Regions from separate parts of the Zea mays genome. Here region 2 is linked to region 1. The links are chromatin contacts, called in public Hi-C maps. All regions are on one chromosome and are shown on one strand. The core of a region is the stretch at or near the end of the contact, and the rest is flanking DNA. Distances in the headings are between cores, read along the strand shown.

Region 1 (3,152 bases), core at 376-2,875:
AGCCCTCGAACCCATATCCCATGGTTACTTGTCCGCACACAACCACCCGACCCCCTGAACTTGAAGACTGATAGCAGGTGACCAATTGACAAGCCCAGCTTCACAACCATGGTGAACCGTGGCAACCCAAGCCGGATTAACACCGGTGAGCAATTGCCAACGCCCCAATACTCTAATCTATCCCAATCGCGGTATACACGCCGGTGAAGACGAGGCGAGCACGGGGTGGAAGCCTTACCAGAGGTAGGAGCCACAGAGATGCCCGACCACGGTGTGGAGGAAGTCCCTACGCGGCTACGCTCGCCCCACTCTTACGAGCAGCACACAGCACCGCGGCGCACTGAGATGATGCCGACCGCCACGACCAACCCCACGGCAGACCGGAGGTTCCCAAAGCTACGCTCCCAGGGTCGAACAACGCTGAGCCGTCGCTCACCCCGCGGCGGCGTCCGTGATCTTCCCCGTAGAAATTGGGTACGACGATTCCGAGCTAATCCTAGGCGCGGTTCCAACGGAGGGTTCCACGACTCTGGTATTTGTAGCCCGTGACACGATCACCGCCAAAATCGCGCCAACGGAGCGACCGAATTAGCCCAGGAGATGCTCTCGGACTCGGTCTTCACGGGCGATGGTTGAAACAGAGCGTCTGCGAGAGGAGAGAAGACCATCCTGACCGGTGGGAACCACACACCAGCGATAGGTGATGACGCAAGAAGCTGACCAGTGGGCCACGACTTCAGCGCGCGTGGCACATCCCAGCCGCACAAGGCCAGAGAAGTGGGCCGCGAGGAGCAAATCCGGCCCATGCAGAGGAGATGAACCCTTTTCTTTTTCTTTATTCTGTTTTTTAAATTGAGTCCAAATTTTGAATTCAAATTTTGTAGTGAATTTGTACTTAGATTTGAATGTATGACTTGGACATTCCATTATGGGTTGAGTCTATTTATTTATAAATTCATTTTGCAATCTATAATATTTCTCTCTTCTTTTCCATTTTTCAAATCCCAAATTCAAATTTAAATTCCCCTCTCATTCTCTTTTGATTTACAAATTTAAAAATCCAAATTCACGATAAAGTTTAGGAATTCAAATTTTTATTACATACTCAAAATCAATTATGAAGTCATACATATGTATTTATTTTAATTGATTTATAGATGTTTGAAACATGAGAAACACTCATATTGTTTTATTTTTTTTTAAAAATAGTATTTTGAATGTGGGTAAGAAGTAAAAGTCACTTCAAAATCAAATATTCATGTAAATAAATGCTTATGGCGCATCATTTAATAAAATGAATAATCATCTAGTAGTTGAACTGAAAACCTTTCTATTACTTCTTTTTAAAAAATAGTTATTGGTTTCAAAATTCAGTCCTAAAATTTAACACTCAAGTATAATTTGAGATTTCTGTATTTACTATTTTATTTTTTCGTGTATTTATTTTATTATTATTTTTTATACACATTTCGGGTGTTACGCATCGGATCCCCGCCTCAACAGGCCACCTAGTCCAACGAGCCCCATTCCAATTCGGCAATTCCCATTTCCCCTTCCCAACAGGCCAACCCCCTCTACCTATCTTTTTCCTCAGCAACCGTGCTCGGTTCCTCCTCCCTCGAAACGGCTCCCACCCCCGCGCCGCGATAAGAAAACCCACCAAACCCTAACCCTAGCAGCGGTGCCACAACCGCCCGCGTTCCCGGCCGGAGAGGAAGCCGAGCCAGCAAGGATGCCGCCCGGGTCGGCGACGCAATTTCGGTACACGCAGACGCCGTCCAAGGTGCTGCATCTTCGGAACATGCCATGGGAGTGCACCGAGGAGGAGCTCGTCGACCTCTGCAAACCCTTCGGCCGGGTCGTAAACACCATGTGCAACGTCGGCGCTAACCGCAACCAGGCATTCGTCGAGTTTGTAAGCCCCTGCTCTCTGCTCAACTCCCCGTTTCTCGGATCGATTGCGATATCGGTAGCGATTTGCGCCCTGTTTCTGCTGTAAGGATGACTGAGATTACGAGAAATTTGCGATTTTCGGTGTGACGAGATAGCATCTAGTGATTGTACTGTTGCATGGTGTTCATTGTGGTAAACTATAAGCAATATGTGTCATGTATTAGGTTCTTGTGGGGCATGCCCTAGATCATGATTTAGGTAATTCATGATATTTAATCTCATCTATTTAGATGTTATTTGTTTGTGAACGTCAGGGTGTTGGTTGGTGGTGATTATTAGTATTTCATCGAACTTTTAGGGTCGACTGCTATTATTATAGCTGCATACTATTACAGCTCAGGTGCCAACTTACAACAACAGTGCCACTATATTAGATGAAATGCATTGACTTTAAGGCATGCATTAGGAATATGCTGTTCTAGCTAGATATTCTAGGTGTTAATGTTAATGTGTATTGTTTGCTTTTGGTGTGGTTTAGTATGGTTATGTTACATGGATTTTCAGTACTCCTAGGTTGTGTCCAATCTAATGTAAGCTAGAATTTCAATGAAATTGTACTCATCAGAAGTGGCCACAGCCCACATGTCCAATCATTCACTTTATTTATCTCACGGAACACGTGATATGCCGATATTGTATAAATGAAGAACTAATTTTGTTTGTTTCCTTAATTGGTTGTGTACATTTAGAGGAAAACATATTTGTACTGCGTGTTGCCCATTTATATCAAGTATTGCGTAGTTGCATTATATTTTACAGAGTGACGATGATTGAGTTGAAGTTTAAGAGGATGAAACTTGGAGGAATATGATTATTATATTCATCTTCTAATGCTCCGTTTTGTACAATGTTAACTTGTTTGACAACATTATATATGTGATGGAGTGGATTGTTGGTTACTAAGAGATTTTTGTTCCTCATCCTAGAATCATGGATGAAATGCCTGTCTCGTTGATATATATTTTGTAGCATCAATATTATGTTAACTGCTAGCAATGGAATACCTGTTTTCAGAAGGATAAGCACTAGCTAGCTTGTCGTAATTTATAAGATCTGTTGAACTTCATGTGTGGTCTCGTGGAAGGCAGCTTATATAAAGATATTTTATTCTATGCAAAATAGAAAATGTTTATTTATTTTATCAAATATGCAGGAGAGCTCTGTATCATTATATTTAGAAGAAATAAGGAAGGGTAAAG
Region 2 (2,800 bases), core at 112-2,611, 230 kb before region 1:
ACAAACCCTTAGCACCAGCAAGACACCAAAAATTATACTCATCCTCAAGACCTCAACTAAAGACATGGCCCTGGCGACACTAGGCAGAACACCTTCAAAAACACATTTGTTCCTTAACTTTTCTTAACTCTATTGCTGCAGGTGTTTAGAACTTTGGAAAAAAAGAAAACACTCCTTTTTACTGTTCGGATGAACAATACCTACAACAGTATATCAGATGAATAATACTGTAGAAACCGCAACAACAGTGATCAAACCGCATATTCATTTTCTCTTCCTTTCCTCTATTCTGAAAAACAACACTGCAATGATCTAACGTCTCCTGCAGTTCAGGTGACGAGGGGCTCTAAATTTTACACTATAAAATTTAAGGATCGAATCAAATTAGGATCGAGCTCTATTTCTATTCGGATCGGATTAGGATCGAGCTATATTTCTATTCTTTTTTAACTTAAATTTATTTAGAGCCTTACCATTTTGTGAAAAAGCATTTGCATCACGATCCATTATCACCTCTACATGCACTCCTGCATCCCACAAAGCAATGACTTCGGTACCCTACTAGACATCCACAGTTCTCAAGTTCTTCCCCACGCTAGGTTGATTATTTCGTCCATTCAGCTCAGCATTAAACCAAGACGCAATTATATGCCACATAGGCAAAACGGGATTAATGAAATGACCTGCACTCCAGCTAAAGCTGGACCAAGATGATTATAGGCTAAAAATACTTCGACCCCAATTATAGCTGCTCACACTGCACATGAGTACGTGACAGACTTGTCAAGATGAAATCCTCAGTCAGATTTTTTTTTTTTTTTTGGCATTACACCACGAACAAGTGATCTTGAAAGCATAGCAAGGGAGTTGATATATATTACCTCTCCACTAGGCTAAATAACTGGTCTTGAAAGCATAAATACCATTAACTGTACTGGAAACATTCAAAGCACAAAATCGTCTCCAACAGTTCACTAATATGGTCACTCAAAACACTGTTTTATATTGTTCTTAGAGTGGAGTTTGAATATAGGAATTAGAATAAGTAAGCTGCTAAGCTCAAATGACTTCAATATGGTGCGGTGCCTAAATCAAACAACAGACCCGTAGCCTTGACCCATCTCACCTCAAGGAAATGAATCATTTCTTTGCCTTACCCCAACACCAACCTGGACTTGGTGTCACCTGTGGGACCCAAATCACCATGGAGTTATTGCGGTTTTAAATTCGTGGGCCATAGCAAACTGGACCTCAGTGTTAAACTGACCCTCAAATGAAGGCACTTGTTTGTTACTGTATTTTTACGTTCAGTAGATCGATAAGGAAATGTACGAATACTTGTACCTCGTAAACAAAACTGAAGCAACCCAACATAAGGGCATTTATGACACGATAAGGAATGGAAAATTCAGTGCTCATACCTCCTATCATACTACAGATTTATAGCAGTGGCAGTGTGGCTTGTCGTTTTCTCATCCTGCTCTATTTAGCCTTCAGCACCTCTGAACTCAGCTGTCAGCTCGAGTTCAGAAAAAAAAATTAACAAATCACACTGCTTTAATGGGGCGATCGCCATGCTGTGAGAAGATTGGACTGAAGAAAGGCCCGTGGACACCGGAGGAGGATCAGAAGCTGCTTGCCTACATTCAGGAGCACGGACATGGGAGTTGGCGAGCATTGCCTGTGAAGGCGGGTGAGTATTCTACCATCTTCCCAATGAACATTGTTCGTGAGATCTCGACCAACAGTCTTGCAGGCTTGCAGAGGTGTGGGAAGAGCTGCAGACTGAGGTGGACAAACTACCTGAGACCGGACATCAAGAGGGGCAAGTTCAGCTTGCAAGAAGAGCAGACCATCATCCAGCTTCATGCTCTTTTAGGCAACAGGTGAGTACCAGTGAAATTAGTCAACTCCAGATTGTTACAGTAAGTCATATCATCTGCAGTGCTCAGAGCACAAGAGATCCTTTAGCATACGTATCTTATCTGGCTCCTTTCTGCTAAGACGAAGTGCACTGTCTGTTCCTATCAGACTGCTGCCTACCATTTAGTGACAATTTACAAAGCATATACGTGAGCCTCTGTCACATCTGAAAGCAGAGAAGAAAGGATTGTCAGTGTATTTATAATGAATTAGAACGGATTTTCTAGTGCATCTTCTGTATGCAGGCATCTAAGTGCACCAATCTATCTATCCTGCTGCATGTACCGAGTTATGGCATGGCATCTGTACTTTTTTTAATTTGCCGTCTCATGTCCCCCCTCCCTCAGTCCTCTTAGTTCTGTACTCCAACCTAGAATTTCGGCATACATGGTAGATGAATACAAGATGTTAATTTTAAATCATAGGTTCGTTTCATGGCACTTGTTCAGGTGGTCGGCCATTGCAACCCATCTACCAAATCGCACGGACAATGAGATCAAGAACTACTGGAACACACACCTCAAGAAAAGGCTGGCCAAGATGGGGATCGATCCTGTCACCCACAAATCTATCAGTGGCACTCGCATTGGCACCACAAACGACAAATCAACCAAGGCCGCCGCAAGCCTCAGCCACATGGCACAATGGGAGAGCGCCCGCCTCGAGGCTGAGGCACGGCTGGCTCGAGAATCGAAGATACGGACAGCAACGCCAACACCAACTGCTCTCCATGCGCAGCCAACGATACTACCTGCCTCTGCTGCTTCTCCATGCCTTGACGTGCTTCATGCATGGCAGGGTGCAAAGATAGACCTGGAGTCTCCAACCTCCACGCTGACGTTTACAGGGAGTAATAGTGGAACGCTGCCAACCCCCA

The links. Hi-C and Micro-C count contacts between places; a contact is called where the count stands out from the background.
Region 2: a Hi-C map of leaf shows a contact between it and region 1, with 3 times the contacts expected there. The contact joins the promoter of LOC103643278 here to the promoter of LOC100217199 in region 1. A contact is called at or near these places in 9 of 25 Hi-C or Micro-C datasets (bundle sheath, ear, leaf and 2 more) and 1 of 3 datasets of contacts at active chromatin or transcription factors (leaf).

What each region holds. Positions count from the first base shown.
Region 1 is chr1:218,550,776-218,553,927 of Zm-B73-REFERENCE-NAM-5.0, reverse strand. It overlaps LOC100217199, which reads left to right and starts at 1,625. Exons shown (of 11, transcript NM_001143558.1): 1 at 1,625-1,915. The coding sequence starts at 1,733.
Region 2 is chr1:218,783,302-218,786,101 of Zm-B73-REFERENCE-NAM-5.0, reverse strand. It overlaps LOC103643278 (transcription factor MYB16), which reads left to right and starts at 1,361. Exons shown (of 2, transcript XM_008666441.4): 1 at 1,361-1,886; 2 at 2,373-2,800. The coding sequence starts at 1,561.